4 separate regions of the Zea mays genome follow, and all the other regions are linked to region 4. The links are chromatin contacts, called in public Hi-C maps. All regions are on one chromosome and are shown on one strand. The core of a region is the stretch at or near the end of the contact, and the rest is flanking DNA. Distances in the headings are between cores, read along the strand shown. Region 1 holds the start of LOC109943509 (trihelix transcription factor GTL1). Region 2 holds the start of LOC100192473. Region 3 holds the start of LOC100280392 (Electron transfer flavoprotein-ubiquinone oxidoreductase mitochondrial). Region 4 holds the start of LOC100274911.

What was found. A called contact is a pair of places that touch in the nucleus more often than the background predicts.
Region 1: a Hi-C map of bundle sheath shows a contact between it and region 4, with 5 times the contacts expected there. The contact joins the promoter of LOC109943509 here to the promoter of LOC100274911 in region 4. A contact is called at or near these places in 9 of 25 Hi-C or Micro-C datasets (bundle sheath, ear, leaf and 3 more) and 1 of 3 datasets of contacts at active chromatin or transcription factors (leaf).
Region 2: a contact with region 4 is called in a Hi-C map of leaf, with 6 times the contacts expected there. The contact joins the promoter of LOC100192473 here to the promoter of LOC100274911 in region 4. A contact is called at or near these places in 2 of 25 Hi-C or Micro-C datasets (leaf and tassel).
Region 3: a Hi-C map of root tip shows a contact between it and region 4, with 9 times the contacts expected there. The contact joins the promoter of LOC100280392 here to the promoter of LOC100274911 in region 4. A contact is called at or near these places in 7 of 25 Hi-C or Micro-C datasets (bundle sheath, ear, leaf and 2 more).

Annotation. Positions count from the first base shown.
Region 1 is chr1:229,062,925-229,066,218 of Zm-B73-REFERENCE-NAM-5.0, reverse strand. It overlaps LOC109943509 (trihelix transcription factor GTL1), which reads right to left and starts at 1,395. Exons shown (of 3, transcript XM_020546729.3): 1 at 329-1,395. The coding sequence starts at 735.
Region 2 is chr1:228,338,668-228,341,813 of Zm-B73-REFERENCE-NAM-5.0, reverse strand. It overlaps LOC100192473, which reads left to right and starts at 1,369. Exons shown (of 22, transcript NM_001137693.1): 1 at 1,369-1,728. The coding sequence starts at 1,513.
Region 3 is chr1:229,196,579-229,199,596 of Zm-B73-REFERENCE-NAM-5.0, reverse strand. LOC100280392 (Electron transfer flavoprotein-ubiquinone oxidoreductase mitochondrial) reads left to right here and starts at 1,648. Exons shown (of 18, transcript NM_001153316.1): 1 at 1,648-1,826; 2 at 1,923-1,999; 3 at 2,985-3,018.
Region 4 is chr1:228,773,678-228,776,682 of Zm-B73-REFERENCE-NAM-5.0, reverse strand. LOC100274911 reads right to left here and starts at 1,364. Exons shown (of 2, transcript NM_001331225.1): 1 at 1,201-1,364; 2 at 646-1,089. The coding sequence starts at 1,237. The coding sequence ends at 860. LOC103643367 (sphingoid long-chain bases kinase 1) reads left to right here. Exons shown (of 9, transcript XM_008666530.3): 9 at 1-133. LOC103643366 reads right to left here. Exons shown (of 2, transcript XM_023301333.1): 2 at 2,934-3,005.

The DNA.
Region 1 (3,294 bases), core at 146-2,645, 290 kb before region 4:
TATCGGAGAGACGAAGAGATTGGTAAAACACCAGAGCGGATTTCTTTTTCTGGAAAAGTGGGGAAGGAGAGCGATATCGAGCTATTTTAAAATGGAAAAAGCCACTGTTCTCGTGAAGGATGGGTAAGGAAAAAAGCACAAAAGAAGTGTTCTTTAGCCGGGTAAGTAGTAGTTAATTAACTGGGCCTGCTAACCAAATCGGCGCCAGGGGCCGGTCCCGGAAGGCCGACGAGATTTCATGCAGCATCCCGCCGACGAGAATTCCGTTGCGGAGGCGCGCCGGGACGACGTACGGCGTGGCGAGCGATTCAGCTAGCTAGTTACGTACCTGGAGACCTGCTCCCAGAGGGGACCCTTGAGGGTGGCGTCCCGGAAGGCGGCGTCCATGTCGGACCGGATCTTGAGCAGCTCCAGCGTCTCCTGCCGCGGCCACCGGTTGCCCGCCGAGCCGCCGCTGGCGCCCTCCTCGCCAGCTGCTGCGGCGGCCAGGCCCTCGGCGTCGAAGCCCACGGCGCCGGCGCCGGACGCGCCGAGCTCGTCGTACTGCTTCGCCGGCGTCGATGCCGGCGGCCGGCTGCTGATGGGCGACGGCGCCTCCGCCAGCGAGATCCGCTGCCCGGCGCCGCCGGCCGGCGAGAATGGCGGCGGCATCTCCACCTGCTGTGCGCCGAACTGCTGCGCTGGGCCTCCACCGCTTGCCCCGCCGCCTCCTCCCCCGTGCTGCTGCTGTTGCATGCTAACAGCACCTGCTCCCGCACACGCGCACTTGTGCACGTCGCCCGGTGTTACCACGGGGGAATGGAGGTCGTGAGACGATCAGTACATGAGGGGTAGGTGAAAAAGGTGGGAGGCAAGGACAACTGGGAAGAGGAGAGACGGACCTCAGAGGGATAAGAGTATGGAGAAGGGAAGGAGGCCAGAGAGGGGGGGGGGGGGGGGGGGGGGGGAAGGGAAAGAGATGCAGAAGAAGGAAGTAGCCAGAGAAGAAGAAGGGGGAGGAAGCACTAATAGTACTACAGGAACGCTGGCAAAAATAAAATGTACTCCTTCAAGAGGAGGAAGATGAGAGGAAAAATAATTAAGATACCATCAATAAGTAGCCTCCAATAAATAATAGGGAGGATGGGAGAGAGAAAGATGAGGAGAATATGATATCTGTGATGAGGGTAAGGAAGACGATGGGGGTATGTAGGGTGAAGGAGAGAGAAGATGAAAGTTGAGAAATGTTGAGTACTGCTGCAGGAGAGAGATAGAAAGATGGAGAGGTGTGCAGAAGATGATGAGAGGGATGATGTGGGAGATAAAACAAACAAGATGCTGCGCTGTCAGGGGGGCTTTACCTCCCTGCCTAATACAACTTATTAGTAAAAAACCAAAAGGACAGAGGAGAGAGGGAGAGGAGTGTGGGGCAAAAAATGGTAGAGAGAGAAGCATGTGAGGCAGGAGAGACAGGGAGGGAGTGCTGGAAACTGTGGGATGAGTGAGAAAGGGGTGAGAGAGATGGGGGAGGCTTGTAATAAAAGGGAGAGGGGCACAAATACCCTCTCTACAGAACTCCCCTACCTCAATCCCCATGAAGGAATATGTTGGATTCTGTGATCATCTTAGTTATTTTGCTACATACTAATACGCGGTAGTCATTTGTTATGCATAAGATTATTACTGGGCTTGAAATACAGTAATTTTTGGATGTTATCTTGTGCCCATGGTAACTATACGTATAATAACATCCGGTAAATATACAATAAAAGTTATGCATATTTACAAAGAATATAATACTAACTAGCTGCTCTATGTGGTGGCAACTAACCTAAGGTGCAACGACTATTACGCCCCGTTTGGATCACTGGAATTGAATTCCATTCTAATAATAGTAATTTATGCATATATCAATTAAGCTAATTCATTTTTATACAAAATATATTTGTATACTATTATTAGCAAGATGTCCTAGATATTTATGTGCTACATTTTTATTATAGAGGAGTAGAACGAAGAGTGTCATGTAAGTTACAGATTAGAAACAAATTCTAATCATGCATAAAATCATTTCCTATCCTCCACCCTATGAATTTTAGATAGGCTTATATCTGAACTTTGGAAAGTGGTGGAATGCCAAATTCGAAACTAAATAAGTTACTTTATTGAGTGAATTCCAATTCCTTTAAAATGAAGGGATCCAAACGCCCCGTTAGAGCAATCAGGGGGGCATCAAAACAAATTACCTTGACCCAAGGTTCATTTTGTAGACGAAAATCCACAGATGAGATAAAATAGCAAATAAACTTTAACAATTATACATACAAAACAAAACTAGTTAGAGTAGAAAGAAAACAAAACAGATACTATAAAGGCAGTATAGGGCTGTGATGAGGCAGACAAGACCACATTATAACAGCTGTAATGTGGGCCCTCCCGGAGAGCGAAAGAGGTGCAGAACGTGCACGGCGATTAACGCGGACCCCCAATCCCCCCACACCCCAAATCCACCCCACCAAAGTGACGTGAAGGATAACGCCACTGGCTTGTGGGACCAAAGCATCCACCGGGCCCATGAGTCATGTGCAAAGCGTGGGGCTAGATGCGTGCCAAAGTGGAGCAGGGGAGTATAAAAATGGCCATGCATTGGCATGTTGTGGTTAATCCCTCACTTTCCAGGTAATAATAAATGCTCATGTGGCCCTTTTCAATGATTAGGCATAAAAATCTGGATGATTAATTAAGTTAACCACCCCAATTATATCATTCCCCGCTTAAGTTAGTGTTGGCCTTCATTTCACATGGTTCTAAAATTCAGAACAGGGGGGCTTTGAGGTGCATTGGGACACCGCTATGGTCACTCGATACAGGTACTAGAATAGGCAAAGGTCTTGCCTTGTACAGATCATTTTTCTCTATCTACATTAGCATTTGTGGGTTAATTGCATATTTTTTCTATGACCCTATTATTATTATTATTGTTGTTGTTGTTGTTGTTGTTATTATTATTATTGTTATTGTTATTGTTATTGTTGTTATTATTATTATTATTATTATTATTATTATTATTATTATATCTTGTATCACACATTTAGTATCTAGAGCAGAATATCTTTGTCGACCATGTCGAATTGAGATGCTCATGAGTTGTAGATATCACTGTATCTTTAAGCTATCAATTTTCATATCTTTTTCCATGGATGTATTGGGGATTCGGCGTATCTTCGCCAAGCATTTGAATTGCAATATCGATTAATCATAGATATCTCATAGATATCTCCGTATCTTTAAGCTGTCAAATTTCTCGAGCGTATT
Region 2 (3,146 bases), core at 120-2,619, 430 kb after region 4:
ACTAAGCCATTCTGAAGTTGTTGCCGCCTCTTATTCAGTGAATGAATGTTGTTACTGGTAGACAGAGTCTCGAATTGAGTAGACATAGCACCTATATTGTCTCAAAAGCTTTGTTGCATGTTGTTTATTCCGCTCATAATGAGATCATGCATAGTATCTTGAATATGAGTGCGAAGATCAACAAACTGTGAATGGACCCCATCCAGCTGGGTGTCAACATTGGAGAATTTATTGTGTAGAACAGAATATTGGCCACCGCATAGCATCAAAGCGGCCATCCACATGTGTCATCATGCTCTGAAATCGTCTATCCATATGAGTCTAGAGTCCATGCCACATCTGCTAAAAATACGAATCAAAATAACCATGTGCGAGCCGCCAGTACTGTCCTTGCTGATGAGGAGGTGGAGAAGGTGGCATCTGTTGAGCTGGATGTGCCTCAGGCTAAGTGGCGAAGTCATCTGTAGGAACTCCCTCATCATCAGGAAAAGGGGTGAGAGACCAAGTGAGAAAACCAATCTCACAATCTCAACATAAGTTGATAATAGGATTTATAATGAATTTCGTGTAGTATCCAACTTCTTAAAATCCATAGGGAACCAAACACCACCTTAGTTCTAAAGATAATGTGCCATCCAAACTTTTGAAGTGGACAAATGTGTAAATGTGTATAATAAATAGTTTTTTATTAATCATAGAATATGTTTTTATAATATATCTATTTAGACTTATAAATACTAATATATTTTACCAACTAATTTAAATATATTTTATTCAAAATCTGAATCTAAGGTTTTTTTATCACAGTAGCTAAAATAAAACTGACTAAAGTTTAGTCATTTAGAAGTTAAAGATTTAAACAGAAAGAGTTAAAACGACTAAAATATAGATCTTTAGATCTAAGTGACTAGTGAATTTTATTTTAGCTATTGGATACCATAAAGTTACATCTTTTTTGACGTAAGTCATTCTCGTTAAAGAACATTCGCTTCCTAAATTGAACTAACGCTGACAAATCGTACAACTGCTTTCCTCAGACAATCCCAATCTATGATCAGCATCGGAGGCGGCGACACGCGCCTCTCTTGAAGTCTCCCGCGTTGTGCCCCTCTGGCCTCTGCTAACAGGACCCATCAGTACAGGAGCCCACTTGTCAGGAGCCATACTTTCTGAGTTTCTGTCTACCAGCACATCGCCGCAAGTCGGTCCCGCACCGCACCTCTTGCCTCGCCCCCGCGGCCCCGCCACGTCACCGACGAAATAATTAATTTCAGCCCTTTTTACGACCTCGTTTCCCAAACGTCCTTCCGTTCGCTATCTCCTCTTCTTCCTCCCTGGCTCCCTCCCTCCTCCCCTCTCCCCTGTCCCCTCTCTCTTTCTCACCGTCCACGCGCGACTGCGCGGGACACTGGTCAACGCCCCGGTGGCAGGCGGCTCCGTTGGGGGGTGAGTCTAGCTCCGTCTGTTGCGCCGGAATAACGCGGCGGGTGCTACCTCCGGCCCTCGGGTTCCATGGGGAGGAACGGTAGCGTGAGGCGCTCGGCGTTTTCGGGCGCCGCGGGTGCTGCCGCGGGGCCGCCGTCCTTCTCTGTGAATCCCGCCGACTACCGGTTGATGGAGGAGGTGGGGTACGGTGCGCACGCCGTCGTGTACCGCGCGATCTTCCTCCCGACTAAGGGTGTTGTCGCGGTCAAGTGCCTGGATCTCGATCAGCTCAATAACAACATCGTGAGCTCCCGTGACGCACTTCTCCCTCATGTAATCCGTTGGGTTTTCTTCGGTGCTCTGCCAGCGGGTGCCGTCTGCTGTTTAATCTAGCGTGAGATCCGTTGGTCGACTGCAGTTGATTTTACTCTTGATTTGGTGGCTTGGAAATCGGGGCTGAGTTTTGATCCGTGTAACCCTTACCAGATCAATTCGGATCTTGCTTTGACATCACATTTACTTGGTCTGCCACTAGTCATTGCTTAGTCTTAAGGCTCAGTTGAAAAGACCAACGGAGGCATGTACCTGCATTTTAGCACTTTTAAGGCAATTATTGTTTTGCACGGTATATTGTAGGCGTGGGCGGTTGTGATGGAGAGTTCAAATGTTTTCTCGGGACTCTTGTACTTGGGTGCTTGTCACCTTGGGAGTTTTCATCGACTAAAAACTGCTAGAGTTCCATGCCAGTTTAGCAGTCCTATAGATAGACCACAGATAACTTGCAGTTTTTTTTTAAAAAAAATGATAAATACTCATTATCTTTTTTTTGTAGAGGCGATTCGCCATTTGTTTTTTTAACCATTCTTTCTTCAGTTTCTGGTATTTTTATCATTCTACTAGATTTCACATGGCATCATTTTCTGCGCTGCACATTGGACTAAGGAAAATTTAAGACTATTTAGACAGTGATTCTATTATCTTTTGACCTTGTAGCATGTACATTTTATTGATACGATCAACTGATGATGATAAGCTAGCATGATATGGTATAAAGCATAGATTGTTCTACTTGATATCTGGGATCACTGTTTATTGTTGAGGCTGTGTATCTAAGAACTGGTTGGATGCTTGTTTAAGCACAGATTTTCTAGTTTTGTTCCATCCAAAGTTTTCATTTTTTGGGGTTAGTAGCAGATCACATTGGTCCAACTCATCCTAAATAGAATGATAGTACTGTACATTTGGGGCTCAATAGACGTCTTGTAACATAATTTCAAAATCCAAAACTTGTAAAGTCCATCTGAAAGCATCTTTTTATGCTATTGCCTTCTATTTTTAGCTATTACTTCCTCCATTTCAAATTATAAAATGTTTTGGCATTTTTAGGTACATAACTTTTGCTATGCACTTAGGTATACACTATGTCTATATACATGGTAAAAGGAATGTATCTAAAAAAGACAAATGTCTTATAATTTAGAACGAGGGGAGTAGTTTACTGAAATATTAGATGGACCTGTTCCTTTTGCTAGTACTGACTGGTTTCTTCTCAACACTCCATTCACTGGTGGGCTGGCAGGCCATGGGTCCGTTGCCAATAGAAGCCAGTGACTTCATGTTCACACACCGTACCGATCATGATCCACCAATAATGTGTCACAATTCTCCATGTTATCCACCTTTTGTGGTTGTTGCTATTCTTATTCATCTCTAGCAGCTTG
Region 3 (3,018 bases), core at 399-2,898, 420 kb before region 4:
CACCCTAGCCATTTGATGCTAAATTTCTTGCGGTTTTGACGAAGTTGATTACTTTTTGATTTTGCTGAAGCTCCCTCTTATGACGAAGCTAAAAAACAAGACGATGCTCTAATTGAGAATACGAAGAATAAGCTTCGGCTATGGTCAAATTTTTCAGCAGCACAACAGTACGATAGTAATGAATGTTGTGGTAACTTCACACCTACCCGTCTGTTTATATAGTGCTACATGTGGGAAGGTGAATCATCAAGCCACCTGCACCCGCCGAACAGTCGCTCGCATTCACTGAACGGTGGACCGCAGGGCGCGAGGAGAATCACCAGATCGTGTGTACCCGTCCTATGGTGGGACCACCTCACACTCGAAATATTTAAATCGTTTCTCGACAATGAGCTCAGGGAAGGTGTTTTTCGGACTTTCGGCATTCCGAAGCCTAAAAGAATTTTTCACGGGTCGAGCTCGTTACGAAAAACGATCTGGCACCGTGAAGGGGCTACTGTTGGGGGTCTGCTTCGTCGCCAAAGGTCCTATGAGAAGAAACACCTTCGGAAGGCCAGAACAGGAACAATGCCGAAGCTACCAATTAGGGAGCTTCGTAGCGTACTTCTAGATGCACCGACTTAAAGATGAAATGACCAATCGGCCCATGATAACCTGTGTTATGATTGTAATCATTTGTAGAGGACATGAATGTAAATTCACACAGGCTGCGCCCTGTGTCTATAAATATGTGAACAGTACCCCGTACTGTTCACACTTTCGCATCTTACTTTTACCTTTGCCTTCTGTCAAGCTCAAGGTACAAATGTAATTTGATATTGCTCTCATGTACTCATGATTATTTAATAATAGATACTTATATTATGATGTCATATAATTGTTTATGTTGTTTTCCTATGTTTCATAAGCTTCATCCTCTATTTATACATGTCATATTTATGAAGGTATGTCCTTCATAACCTTCGTCCGAAGATCGTTATATCCTAAGGGAAATAATGCTTCGAAGGACGAAAAACGTTAACCTTTAATCTATTCTTTGTGTTGCCTTGTTCTTAATTTATAGCATTTGAGAATAAGTCCCAACAAGGGCCAAGAGGGAGTGTTAAGAAACCAGTTTGGGTCCCAAAGGCCTATGTGACCTAGCTAGCCGAAATCCTAACTTTATACTATATATATATAGAGGAGGACACCACTATTTATTGTAACCAGTGAGCTAAATACATGACTCAGAATAACAGTTTCTCTTATATATTTGTGTCTCCTGTGTTTCTGATTCTATTTCTAATCAAGAAGCCTTTAGACTACACTAGTAGCAAAGGGTAACAATAACGACTACGCTTCAGTGAGGACCAAACACACCCCACGCGGCCACGCCGATGGTCGGTCCACCTCAGCGATCTCATCTAATCTTCGAAAAAAAAAACTCAACAAACTGCCATTCCCCTGCGGCCCTGCCCCATACTCCCGTGTCTTCCCGGCCTTCTTCGGATGGCCAGACCCCTCCTTCTCCAAAAATCCCAGAATACCTTGGGCTCCCGAGCAGGAGAGAGCAATGCAACGAGCCATCCGGATAGCCGCGGCTGCGACAAGGCGAGCGCTGTCGTCGTCGGCGGCGAGGGCATCACCCCCTCCTCCCCGCGGACCCCTGGCTCCTGGCTGGGGCGCCACTAGGTGGCTCTGCAGCGGGCGGGAGGCGCTGAGCTACGACGTGGTGATCGTGGGCGCAGGGCCCGCGGGGCTCGCCGCGGCGATCCGGCTGAAGCAGCTCTGCCGCGCTGCTGACACCGACCTCTCCGTATGCGTCCTGGAGAAGGGCTCCGAAGTCGGTGCGCGCCTCGCATAACACGCTTCCCTTCATTTCTTCAGGAGCAGCTATGTGCTCTCCGTCATCTGATTTGGCCAAATTTCTGGTTGCGCTGCAGGTGCTCATGTGCTGTCGGGGAATGTGTTTGAGCCCCGAGCCTTGGACGAGCTCATTCCCAAGTGGAGGCAAGAGGATGTACGCATTTCTGTCTTCTGATTCTGAACTGTGACGAGTTTATTTACCTAGGGGTGTTTGAATGCATTAGAGCTAGGGCCCTTTGGCAGGGCTCTGGCTTCTCCAAAAACAGCTTTGGCTCTGGCTCACGATGTGAAACCACTTCTTTAAATGAGCCAAAGCTATTCTAAAAAATCATTTGGCAAAACGGCTTATAGGTTGTTTTTCAGAAAGACCCTTGTATATGTATATCTCTTCTGTACGTGGCTAGGGATTGAGGGCAGGACCAAAAAATAATAATTTGGACTGGTGGGAGGGCTATTGTGCAAAAATGACGTGAGCTGAAGCCGGGTGAGCCACTTTTTTTGGCTCATGCCCTCTAGTTCATTTTGGAAAAGCACTTCACTGGTGAAGCCATTTGAAAAAGAGGTGTTTGACACAACTTTTGCATGAGCCAGAGCCGAAGCTGAAAAATAAGCCCTACCAAAGGGGCCCCTAATACTTAGTGACTAAAATAAGCTGGAGACACCCAAACATCCTAGCTAATAGTTCAATTATTAGCTATTTTTAGTAAATTAGTTAATAGTTAGCTAGCTAATTTCACTAGCAATTTTTAGCCAACTAATTATTGGCTCTAGTACATTCAAACACCCCCTTAGAATAATTTCTCCTGCATATACAAACCAAGCATTACATGTGCCTCTGTGAGCTTGTGGTTCATTCACTTCACATTTGACTTAGATTCATTCAACTGACCGTGACTATTTTTATTTAGTTTCAATTCAGGTATACAACAATTCCAGTTACTAGTCTCTATGACTGTACTTTCGATTTTTATTAGAAATCCAAACCTTATGAGAATTTGGATCGCACAATGGAGTACATTTTGTTGAATACATTTGTCTTGCTGTATGCGTGTTACTTTAATCATTTTCTTGTCAGGAATGCAGATCGGAAACCATGTAATGAGCTATTTTTTGTAATGTGGTTATGTTGTGTTTGACAGTCTCCAATCAGAGTTCCTGTTTCATCTGACAAGT
Region 4 (3,005 bases), core at 115-2,614:
CTTCTTCTTTTGTGAGTCGTGATGATGTATGAACCGTGTACTGATTTGTAAACCTTGCCTGGCAGGCATACAACTGTTTCTGAGGTGTGGTATTCTCTGCCGGGGAATAAGCAGCGTAGCTTCTCCTTTCGTACGCTGCCAGCAAAGCAGCGCTCGTGCTAGTATGAACAACTTACACCAGGCAAATTTTGTGATGGGTTTTGTGAGAAAGATTGCTGGCGCGAGTAACGTGCGCCGATTTGGCTCTCTCAAGCAGGGAAGGAAACACACGGCTGTTCAAGGCCCAAGGTACCCAGGCAAGTCACACAAACTTGCTCCATATCCTCGCTTGGTAAGGCTATACAGTGATGATTAGAGAACACGTACTGCGATAATCAGAGAACAGGCTTATACAGTAAGCACTCTCCAGACAGATACTACGGACCTCTGGAAGGTTAGTCGCATTCCAACGAAGGCCGGTAGGTTGCCTCTGTTTGTCTCGACTCGTTGGTGAACTGTGTGAAAATGTGTTCATTCGCCTTTGATCTATTACGCAGTCGCCGCACTAGCAAATAACCAGTGCATGTCGATACTGCTCGCCCACTGGCAGCAGCCGGAACATGCAATTTGCTAAAGAGAAAATAGCGAAGAATTGGAAACAGAACGTGCAGGACAAAACACATTGCGTGCTGTAGCATTGTACCAAGTCAACAGATCACAGCATCAACAAACAGAGCTAGATACGATTAGGTCACACTGCTATCCGCACGCCGTCATGCAGGCCTGTTATTTCCCACGGGGAAGGCACTGCGTCCCCCCTGCCCCGGCCCGGCCGCCGCCCGTCACGTCACGCGCGTTGGCGGCCGCCCGGGCCGGCGAGCTAGCACCTGCAATGGCATCCCTGCACCAGCGCGAGCCGGCCCGGGGACACGCACCGCCCGCCTCGCCGGCCCCCGTAGTGGCACATGTCCCGGCACGCGGCGTTCGCCGCCGTGACCGCCGGGTCGCACTGCTCCACGGGGATGGTCACCCCGCACGGCACGCTCGACGGGTAGTCCGACTCCACCCACGCCGCCCGCGTCGGAGGAGGCGCCGCCGCCAGTAGGACCGCTGCATGCAAAGCCAGCGCGCGGAGATCAGATACCCGGATCGGATGATGAGTGAACGAATGCGTGCATGCATGTATGAATGCCGTGGCGGCCGCGCGACGGGCAGGCTTACCGGTGAGCGTGGCCACGAGGACGAGGGAGCGCGCCATGCGATCTCTGTTTCTCAGTCTCTGCTCTCCGGGCGGCGGCTCGCTGGGACTGGGATGCGAGGCGACGGCAACAACGTCGTCTGGCTGGCGGCCGTGTGGCGCTCGGTGGGATGGGCGCTACGAATATAGGGGTGGTGGTACTGGAAAGCGGCGCGGCGAAGGCATGGTGAGGACTGGGGACTGGGGGTGGGGCAAGTACACGTGACACGACGCGGCCACTGTTCACTCGGAACATATACTGGCACACATAAATATAGATGATCCGACTGATCAACGAATATTTATTTGTATGAAGTATCAATTAATTGGCTGGCTAATTAGGACGCGCGTATCCCCGCAGACCCGTTTTCCCCCAAGGTATATATATCTATATCTATAATCTATCTATCTATATATATCACCGAGTACTGACTGCTACAAAGGGCCGAAGCGACGTTAGTTTTCTCTGATGCACGGGCACATGGATAATATAAAATATTGTTAATAACTATCTTAAATCTATCGTGTGTTTATTTTCAAACTGTATATTTTTTACGTTTGATATATAGTCACACTCAGGGTTATTTTTGAGCCGGCTTCGTCCTGGCTACGGTATAAAAGAATACATGGAGCTGATCATTTTTTTCCTTTTACCATGCAGATATGCTGCCACCCGAGCTTTTAAAATCCAGAACAGCTGATAAATGGCTGAATTTGTTGTATTTATTAAATGCAGATGTGAGCTACCGCGTCACGTTAATTACGTTCCATTTCCATATTCCACGGTGTAAGCCACCAAATGTTTGGAACTAGCCTAGACTTAGTGCTTCCCGGACAGCTCTGACTCCTTGCCGGAGCTAATTTAGGTGCCCGAGCGAGAGCCGTAAAAAGTGGCTCCGAGCAGCTCCATATGTGCCCGTGCAACCATTCTTCTTGTCTCCAGAACCTTTCTGCTTGTCTCCAGAGGCGAGTGGACGAGTGGTCATCTTCCTTCAAAGATGACAATACGCGGAAACAAGCAAGCAGCAGTCAGCGGCTGTGGGCTTGCGGTCTGGCCATCTGCGTGACTGTGGAGAGCTGTTCCAAATAATTTGCAAAAAAAACGGCGGCTCTAATGGAGGAACAGCTCCTATAAAAAAAGTTAGAGCCAGAGCCATTTTCAATTTTCAGAGGAGGCGGAGTCCTGTCAAACAAGCCCAATGTAAATGCCCTTTAAACACGATCTTGTCCAGAATCACCCAATGTAAATGTCCTTTAAACACGATCTTGTCCAGAATGGCCCAATGTAAATTGGTAACTGGAATCAATGAAATACGTAGTCTTTTTTAAATTACGCACACTAGATAATTAATAAAGTCAATAACAGGACTAAATAATTAATGAGTACTATAGTATGTTAACCTTTCACCACGCTCGTTATTTGGTTCTAAAATCGCTGGGATACCTTCTATTTCTGGTCATAGAAGAAGGGTGTTAAATCCGTGATAATTTTTTTCCTTGTGTAAGATGTTGCCATATATGTTACCTCTGTATATATATAGAAGTATCGGTATGTTTGCATGTTGCCATATATATATGTCGAGCTGGGTAAATTCGGGGCGGCGTTCAGAACCTGAGACTGAGAGCTGCTGTTTGGGAGGAAAAACAAAAAAAAAAACTACGTATCTGTCGCAAGATTTTGACGTGCCAAGAACATCGTACTGGTGGAAAGTGTTGCTTAGAAACATCACCTCGCTTGATATCTGCAATAAACTTAACGAACTAGCGTCACCTTTTTAAAATAAAAATT